Regions from separate parts of the Mus musculus genome. Here regions 2 and 3 are each linked to region 1. Evidence: chromatin contacts called from public Hi-C and targeted proximity ligation data. All regions are on one chromosome and are shown on one strand. The core of a region is the stretch at or near the end of the contact, and the rest is flanking DNA. Distances in the headings are between cores, read along the strand shown. Region 1 overlaps Prune2 (prune homolog 2). Region 2 overlaps Gcnt1 (glucosaminyl (N-acetyl) transferase 1, core 2). Region 3 holds the start of Gcnt1 (glucosaminyl (N-acetyl) transferase 1, core 2).

What was found. Hi-C and Micro-C count contacts between places; a contact is called where the count stands out from the background.
Region 2: a Hi-C map of bone marrow-derived macrophages shows a contact between it and region 1, with 39 read pairs. A contact is called at or near these places in 1 of 39 promoter capture datasets (macrophages), 2 of 484 Hi-C or Micro-C datasets (bone marrow-derived macrophages and nephron progenitors), 4 of 130 datasets of targeted methods (the HPC-7 cell line, acute myeloid leukemia, bone marrow-derived macrophages and 1 more) and 4 of 9 other capture datasets (adipose tissue, liver, macrophages and 1 more).
Region 3: a contact with region 1 is called in a targeted proximity ligation map of bone marrow-derived macrophages, with 3 times the contacts expected there. A contact is called at or near these places in 1 of 39 promoter capture datasets (macrophages), 7 of 484 Hi-C or Micro-C datasets (DN3 thymocytes, the G1E-ER4 cell line, bone marrow-derived macrophages and 4 more), 15 of 130 datasets of targeted methods (the HPC-7 cell line, bone marrow-derived macrophages, differentiating embryonic stem cells and 10 more) and 2 of 9 other capture datasets (adipose tissue and liver).

The regions. Positions count from the first base shown.
Region 1 is chr19:17,179,084-17,182,069 of GRCm38.p6, forward strand. All of the region lies in intron 11 of Prune2 (prune homolog 2), which reads left to right. Among named protein-coding and RNA genes, the nearest start is that of Gcnt1, 180 kb to the right of the region's middle.
Region 2 is chr19:17,333,404-17,336,420 of GRCm38.p6, forward strand. All of the region lies in intron 1 of Gcnt1 (glucosaminyl (N-acetyl) transferase 1, core 2), which reads right to left. Among named protein-coding and RNA genes, the nearest start is that of Gcnt1, 22 kb to the right of the region's middle.
Region 3 is chr19:17,355,322-17,358,592 of GRCm38.p6, forward strand. It overlaps Gcnt1 (glucosaminyl (N-acetyl) transferase 1, core 2), which reads right to left and starts at 1,346. Exons shown (of 3, transcript NM_173442.5): 1 at 1,236-1,346.

The DNA.
Region 1 (2,986 bases), core at 423-2,922:
ATTCTCTGTGACTCTAGAAGCTTCTGTTGGAATCTCCCACCGGGCTGTCCATGATTGGCAGTTTAGAGTGTGATAGAGTAGGTTTAATTCCCCCAGAAGTTACTCATTGGCAACTATTACCCTTTGGTGAAATCTCTACCCTATGCTACAATGTAGGAAAACTGAGGTTGTATGTACAAAGAAAGGGACTTGAATCTGGGTTGCAAAGTTTGGAGAGGAGAAACCAGAGTTTACAAATCCCTTTATACAAACTCTTGCAGTCTAGAGTGCTCACCTCCTCAGACCCCTCGAACCCTGATTAGGCATGTCTAGTTCAGTCTCTTTACAGGTGCCACCTCTTTGATGGGCCTTCTGTGATTTGTACTGTCCCCGATGTTCCCCACCCATGTGCTCCCACCCCCTCACACTCAATGCCAGGGTTCCTTTATTTTCTGCAATTCCTTTATTGAAACTGCTGCTTAGTGATTTGCTTACTTGTCTGATTGATATATTTACTGGATTCCCCTCCCCGCCCTAACCATCCTCCCCCCTCCCCCCGCTACAATGCACGCTTTCTCAGGGCAGAGACTTCTCAGCTGTTTCTTCAGTACAGAAGGAAGGAAGGAAGGATGGAGTGGGCAGGTCAGGGTAAAGACAAGGAAGGCAAAGAGAAGTCTCCACATTTAGGACTGACAGTCGTGGTGACTCCTGTAATCGACATTTGGCTTGTTCAGAAATGCAGATGAATACCAAGCATTTGCACCATAAAGCAGCATTGCCACCCCGGTTCCCCTTAAAGCTTTAAGTTCCATTTAAAGCTTAAATTTCTCTGAAATTGGAGTTGAAAACCACAGTGAAAGACTTTCAGCCACAACACCACCCTGCGCTGAAAAAAAAAAATATATAGACTTGAAAAGAAACACTTCCATAAAAAGACACTCTGGCTTTTTAGAGATGGGAAATCCCAATTCATAGGAAAATATGATTGAAAAAATTCATCAAGTTAAACCCAATGTCATTGAGCCACAGGGACGGTATCCATAATCACTTAGATTTACAGAGTTTACGCAGGTACAGGACTACTCCAAGGCTTCCTGTTTGTGCTGTGTTTTTGTCCTGGTCATGGTTTTCTGTAGGTTTCTGCATACATGTGGTCTGTAGTAGATACAGAGACAAGTATCTAAGGATGTGCAAGTCTTGCACGTGTACTATGCGTTTGTATAGAATCCACATACATCCTCCATATACTTTAAACCATCTCGAGATTAATCGTAGTACATAATATGACAGAAATGCATATTTGAGGAAATAATAAGAATGAAAAGCTTCTGTGCACATCCAGTACAGATGTAATCCCCCCCAAAAAATATTTAATTTCTGAAGTTGGCTGAATCTACTGATGTTGGAAGATGAGTGTAATAATCTGGATATTTGATCCTACAGTTAAAAATACACAAATATAAAGTAAGAGATACCTTGAATTCATTTATCTCTGCCACCTCAGTCTTCCCAAGATACTCCATCCAACCCATCTGCTCTCGCCCACTCCTTCTATTCCAGCTGTCCCCTGGTGTCCCAGCTCTTCTTGCTAATCTACTGACTTGAAATCACACTGAAGACAGCTATGGCTGGTCCCTCCCTCCCCTTGCCTTTTGCTCTGCTGTCTCTGTGGAGAGCTTTGTCACACCACATCTGAGCGTTATATTTATAAATAGTAAATCTGTCAAGCAAAGTGGTGGTGCCCGAGCTAGCTGGTAATTAAAGCTGCCACTTGCTGACATGGCTCTTTTATTTAGTTGAGATTGTCACGTTGAAAGAGGCAATTTAATGACCTCAGTTGTTCTAGGTCTTAAACCTACAGAGTTGGATTTTATTATATGCTGAACTCCAAAATTCACTTTGATTTCAAACAAAAGGTGCATAGCTAAACACGATTATAAACAAATAAATAAGCAAGACAAAACATTAACTACCAAAAACACAGAGTTTGTGTAAATAGCTGTATTCTGTACAGCAGACATGGATAACCACTGGATAGGAAGATTGGAATATAAATATATTTAAGCCTAGTATATGAAGTAAGTGCTTAAAAAGCTCCCTGTCTTCAGAATTTTCAGGTAAGCAATGAATAAGAATCTGGACGATGTTTCTTATTCATTCATCCTAGTTAGGGATTTGTTTTTTTTTTTAGGCAAGGTTAAGTGATAAGATTTCAGGTGTACTACCAGCCTGACTATCAAATACTTTCAAGTATTTCAAAAGTGGCAATAACTTTTTTTTTTTTTGCTAAATGGACAATTTTATAATGTTTACTGTATTTTATAGGATATATCCCAAGTATTTTAGAGATAATTCCTCTAAGTTCATGTTTCCTCTGTAAAACAGACTGCTTTCTCCCACTGACGATGAAAACACAGAGACATGGGAGTTACATGGTCTGTGAATGTCACACAGTTGTAAGTGCCTGTATGTAAAGTTACATAGCATCTGTAGTGGTCTGAATAAAAGTGGCCCACATAGTCTCATAGGGAGTGGTGCTACTAGGAGGTGTAGCTTTGTTGGGGTAGGTGTAGCTTTGTTGGAGGAATTATGTCACCATAAGGATGGGCTTTGAGGTCTCAGACACTCAGGCCAGGCCTAGTGGTTCAGTTGCTCTTCCAGCTTCCTGCTGCTGATCCAAATGTAGAATTCCCAGCTACCGCTCTAACACCATGTCTACCTGTGGGCTACTATGCTTTCCTCCATGATGATAGTGGACTAAACCACTGGGTGTGTAAGCCCCAGTTAAATGTTTTTCTTCATGGTGTCTCTTCACAGCAATAGAAACCATAACTAAGACAACATTTTAAGAAAAAGCGTTGTGTTGGCAGCTTGTTCATGCTGCTTTCCTGTCTCAGTATGCTGACTAAGGAATGGGGTGGGTTGAGATCTTTTACTAAGTTGAGCCTGCATACAGAAAACAAGATGTGAAAGTTCACATTTGCATGTTTGCTTCTGTAGGCCACAT
Region 2 (3,017 bases), core at 423-2,922, 150 kb after region 1:
CTTTTTCTAATTCTATGTTTGTGGGATTTAGGTTAAACTCTTTTTCTTATTTTCTCTCTTCCTCCTCCTTTGAGATTCAAACCAAAGACCTAATGTATGCTAAATAAGCTGCATGGGATAAGCTTTCCAAGATAAACTCCAACAACATTCCCAAAATGAGTGCTAGGGAAGAGATTAACCGGCTAATCTAACTGGAAAATCCCACCCACTTTGTCCTCTCTATGAAGGCTCCCATGCTCACCAACATGTCAGCAACAACCTCACAGGTGAGTAGGCTGTTCACGTCATTACCAATACTTGAAGATTGTACTACTAACATATCAACAATGGGGTGGGGGTGGGGGTGCCTTGAGAGATGGCTTGCTGCTCTTCCAGCTGATTTGTTTGGTTCCCAGCAACCATGCCAACTGGGTCAGGCTCCATATTCACACACAACCATACACAATAGACATAACTAAAGATAAAATAAATATTAACTTAAAAATATCAACAATAACCAATATTCCTCTAAGTAACCCTTGCCCCTTTTTAGTTTCGGGAAGAAGAAAAAGAGCAGTCATTAGCAGATCAGGAAGTTAACTGGACAGAGACTTCCCCCTTTCCTTTTCTCTTTCTGAGGCAAAGTCTCACTGTGCAACCAAGTCCTGTGAATCTGTAATCCTCCAGCCTTTGTCTCTAGGGTGCTGGGATTACAGAGCTGATTAGAGACTTGAGTGGCTTCTCACAACAATACGAACCTCTTTCAAAAAAAAAGGCACTAAATAAATCCGATTTCCAGAGTCAACACTATATCACAAAATGCACAGCTACAACAACAAACACAAGACATGAAAAGAAACCCAAAACTTTGCCCCATACATAGGGGGAAAATGGTCAATCCTATCCCCAAAAGCAATTAGGCACTTGTCTTAAGCGACTAACTACTATCCATCCATTCAAACAAAACAGACTAAATAACTACTATACATCCATTCAAACAAAACAGACTAAATAACTACTATACATCCATTCAAACAACTTAAGAATTAAACAAAATTATGAGATAGCTAACCAAATTGAGACATTGAGACTGGCAGTAAAAAAAAGCATGGCACAGTGAGTCTATGAGACCCAAGTGACAACATGAAAAGCAAGTGTCTGGAAATGTGGGTAGGGGACTCCCAGAAGAAAAGAACAAAGAAAGAAGGACATGGAAAGAAATGTTTAATAATGATCGAAAAGCTGTATTCAAAATTGCCAAAATTTGGACATACGCTGTGCTTCGGTAAGTAAATAGATAAACATACTGAGGTATACCATAACTAAGAGCAATGAGTTCACAGCTCAGAGACTGTAAAGTGGAAATACGCACAGCCAAGACATAAAGACCTGGAGAGGACGTTCCTGTCACAGTTAAGCTGAGCTCAGCAATAGTTCCCACAGTGTGAGCGTCTTAAGCAGGGAGCCTATACAACTGATGTTTGGGTGGGATCATTCCTAGGCTCAGTGTAAGGTCATGGAGACAACAGTGGTGGCCGGAGCACTTCTGGACATGCTTAGCAAGTGTTGGCTGGGAACAAAGAAGATGTTCTAAGAGTGCATTCACAGGAGGCGCCTCCTCAGAGAGCCAGCCTCACTTGCTGGCTAACATACACGCAACAGCGACACATGACGGATTGACTAAAGGAAGTTGGTTATCTCAGCGCCACAGAAAGAAACCACTTGGAAGAGATTACAAACTGAGTCATGCCAAGTGCTTGGTGTTCTGGAAAAGAAAAAAACTTTAGAGAGAGTACTAAGATCAATATTTGTCAGAGGTGTGGAAGAAGTGGGGAGGACAAGTAAGTGCGCCTTGTTAACAACCAGAGACATTTCCCCATGTCATTGTGGCTAAGAGACATTACACAACCCCTGGGGATGATCAGCATCAGGGTGCAAGCTCACCAGTTGAGCACTTGTCCGGTATCCATGAGGCGCGGGTTTAATCCTCAGTGTTGAAGAAAAGGGTGGGGGTGGAGTTATATTAGTTATAACAAATATACCATGCCGGGGTGAATCCCAGCCACAGCAGACAGAAAGGACGAGCAATATTTACGCTATGGGTCTTCAAAAGGTTCAGGGATTGGTGGAGGCTGGTGCACCTTTCAAGAGGTTTGGAAGCTGTTTATAAAACACTTCGATCTCAAGCCTGGCCAAGATCCAAGGTTTCCTTTTTGCAGAAGTGCCTCAGGAAAGATGTGTAGGCTCCCCAGCAAAAGCCAGAGGGGCCCAAGCACGTGGAATAGATCTCATTCTAGCTCATGTGTTTGCCCTATCAGTGCCTGGAAATTTGGTTACCAATGCAAGGCAGTTTATTTACTGGGAAATCTAGATTTATAGACAATGAGACTTAAAATATTTCTCTTAACAGTGAACACCTCAAAGGAAAAAGACTTTAGGAAGCAGAAAACTACAGTCAGCATCCTCTCTCCTCAAAAAATAAATAGATGATAGGGTTAGTGAGAAGACACGGCAGATAAAGGTGTGCACTACCAAGCTCGACAATCCCTGGTCCCCTGGCACATGGTGGGAGGAGAAAACTGCTGACCTCCACACATGCACCACGACTCATGCAGGAGGTATACACACACACACACACACACACACACACACACACACACACACACAAACCTTAAACAAACAAGGAAAGTTGGAAAACAAAAACTGTGAGGTAGATTATATTGTCAGAAGGCTGCTAGAACAGTACTATCCTATGGTCTTCCATAAGTGACTTTGTCAGCCCACAGTTATCCCTGCAAACTCCCCCCCCCACACACAATTGACTATGTTGACCAATAGAGTTTGGCAGGAATGATACTGAGCACCGATGTCAGCCCATGTAGGAACATGCAGCTTCCATCCCGCTGCCTTGGAAAATGGGCAGTTTCTCCAGAATCTTCTTTCAAAATGGATTCCATGCTATGAGAAGAAGAAAAGGAAGAAATCAGAGCGTGGGACCCCAGCCATCAGCTCCAGTTGTTACAGGTGTCAGAAGCAAA
Region 3 (3,271 bases), core at 96-2,595, 180 kb after region 1:
TTCCAGAACTGAAACCTTCTTCCAATCCTCTGCAGAGGGGTCCCTGTCTACTAACAGATAATTTACTCTGATCTTTAAAACAAAACAAAACAAAACAAAACTGTCTACCCCTCCTCTTCCTTTCCAGAAGACAAACCCGCCTTTCAGAACAGCTCTAAATAGGGGCAGCAGGCCAGAGGAAGAAATCATATTGCTCCCCCACCACCACTCACCAAATTCAGGTCACAGCCCCACCCACCCTCCTTCTCAAGTCAACGCACCAGTGCTCTCTCTGAACACTACCTCCTACCTACCAGTTTGCCTCTAGCTCCATTATTTGTAACAAAGCAGTTCTCTTCTGCAGCGAAAAGGAAAGATAAAGAGTACACACCAAGCTGACACTTGTTTTTTTTTGCAGAGCCAAGCTCGGATCCTCCACTGGAGGATCCTCCACAGTTGCACGGGGAAAGGGGTTGCATTTTTTTATTCTGCACTGAAAGAACTAAGACTGGGAGCAGCTATGCGCATGAGATGGACTTCTTCTCACTCTTGAGGTGTGATGGCGCTCATCTTTAACCTTGGTAGACAGAAGCAGGAAGATCTCTTTGAGTTCGAAGCCACATGAAAGAGAGAAGGAATGAAGGAGGGAGGGAGGAAGGCAGAAAAAAAAAAGAAAAGAAAAAGTAATAACCCAAGAAAAAGCAAAAACTAAAGAACTAACATGTCTAAGAAGAATTACCCGTTTTTGTAACAGACCTGCAGCCCAAGGCAAGAGGAAGAGCGGCGACTGCTTGGACCCCAAACTGGCCAGTCTGTTTGCAATCACCCTAAAGTAGTCATTCTCTGCCCCAGCGTCGGCTTCTCGGTCGGCGCTCTAACAGGGAGTCACAAACGTCTCTACACTGGCCTGTGGCCTTACGAAGTTTAAGTCTTTGGCGCCCAAGACACCGTTCGTCTCTACTTTTCATGCCTGCAACCAACCCTGATTTCTAAGCCCTCACTCATTGCACCAGTCCGGGAAAGAGTGGTCAGAAAGTGACTTCTAGATGCCACGTGTGTATCCGCGTCCCACCGAAGGACCGGAAGGAGAGTGCTAAGAGGACTCCTGCTCCATCCTAGCCGGGTTCCCGAACCAAGCGCCCTCTCCCTGCTCCAGCACCACTGCCTCCTTGGTGCAGCCCGTCCCGCCCGTTAGATCCGGTTCGGTGCTGTCCAACTCTGCCGGGCAACCCCACCGCTGGCCCAGCCTAGGTTACCTGGAGCCTGTGCCTGCAGGGCGCACGAAACAGTGCTGGATCGGCTCGCCAAGCGGATACTGGCGCGCTCAGCCTTCTGCGCTCCAGACCTCCGAGCCAGCGCCACGCCCTAGGACCCACCCTCGAGACCACGCCCCCAGGCCCACCCTTAAGACCACGCCCCCGGTTCCACTTCGCCCACCTGCGGCCACCGCTCGAGGTGAGGGCGCCCTCTGGGAGTTGCAGTTGTCCGGGAAGAAAACTAGAATCCAAACTTCCTCTTGCTTCCTAAGAATTCTTGGTTCTCTGGGCCAAGGACAAGCTACCTGGATGGGATCTTTTAAGAACTTTTATGTCTTCTTCCTCTGAAGCAGGAAATGTGCCAACTGTTGTCCTGTCTGATCTTAAAAATAAGTAAAAAGTTAAAATGCCCAACGTGTTTATACTGCATCAACTTTAGAGTCGCCCATGCCTTATCATTTTCTAGATAAACCTTGTATCTCATTTTGTGTTACCAGAATGTCAGAATTTATTGAATAACCAATATATTCACAAGCAATGTCAGTTTTTTGGTTGCAGCTTGCCAAGTAATCCTGATTTTACTTGAAAGCTGGTTCCTCTTTCGCACTTTAATTCGTAGTACTAACTCACTTTACACGTTATGCTTTACATAGTAAACAATACACAAATATACAGATTAGAGAAACTACAAGTTTGCAAGCATGTGGGTCTCAGGTGAGCATGCTTAGTGCCCCTCAAGGATAGAAGACATTATCCGTGGGAGTGTAGAAAGCAAGGCTGAGCTGTCTTGGAAGCACCAATCTGTGAAATTCACCCTCTTGGGCTGTAGATCTGAAGAGGTTGCCCCAAGGACTGCCCGCAACAGAACAGAACAGGAGATAGTGGTGTCTACTGAGTGGAACAATAACACCCCAGTTCATGCCAACTCCAGCCCCATGTGTCCTTTCTGCTAAGCTTGGCCCCTTCCTCTCTTCTATTCTAGGGGTTGACTCTTGGAAGATTGCTTTGTTTGCCTTGTCCCTGTTCCCTGCCCCTCCCCCTTTCCCTGGAGTCTTCCAGGGGAAAGCAACATCAGCTCTGGCCACCTGCAGAAACAATGAACTGGGAGTTAATGATTCCTTCCTTCAACCTCGACCCTTTCCTTAAGAGATTTCCCCTCCAGTGACAGTTTTCGCTCTCTTGCTCTAATTTTATGCAGAAAAGTAATGTTATAATGCATTCTAAGTTTAATTCCATTATTATTTTATGTGCATGGATGTGTTGTGTGTCTGTATGTTCATCACATGCATACAGTGCCCTCTGAGGCCATTGGTCCTCTCAAACTGGAGTTACAGATGGCTGTGAGTCTCCCTGCGGGTGGTAGAAATTGAACTGGGATCATCTAGAAGACCAGCCACACTTCCAGCTCCTTTTATAGTGGATTATGTGTTAGGTCTAGAACAGAGAAAGGACATGAGCCCTTTCCCACATGAGGTTTATGATTTATTTTGTCATGCACACGGAATGTCAGGATGTGACATCTGAACGTCAGCCTGTCATTTGTTTTCATGAGAAAGAGCTGTCTCCCCCATCCTTTCTGGACTAATCTGCCCTGCAGAGGTTTATCCTATGTAGTTTAAGTGTGTTTTGAGCTGTCAATATCTATAAGAATCACACACACACACACACACACACACACACACACCTCTTCCTTTTCCGTTGTGTTGTTTTCTGTTTGTTTGGTTTCAGTTGGGTACTGTAATGGAAACCAGGGACTTAGGCATGTTAAGCAAATGCTTTGATTATTTGAGCTACACCACTGAGTCAGCCTCTGACCTTCTAACTTTAATGTGCATTGTCAGCTTTTAGAATAAGTCTAAGGCTGGAGAGTACTTGTTCCTCTTGCAGAGGATTTGGGGTTGGTTTCTAGCACCCACATGGCAGCTCATAATCACCTGAAACTCCAGTTTCAGAGGATCTAGTACCCTCTTCTAGCTTCCACGTATACCAGACACACACAGTGCATACAGCTCACAGAAGCTGGGACCCTGGAGCAC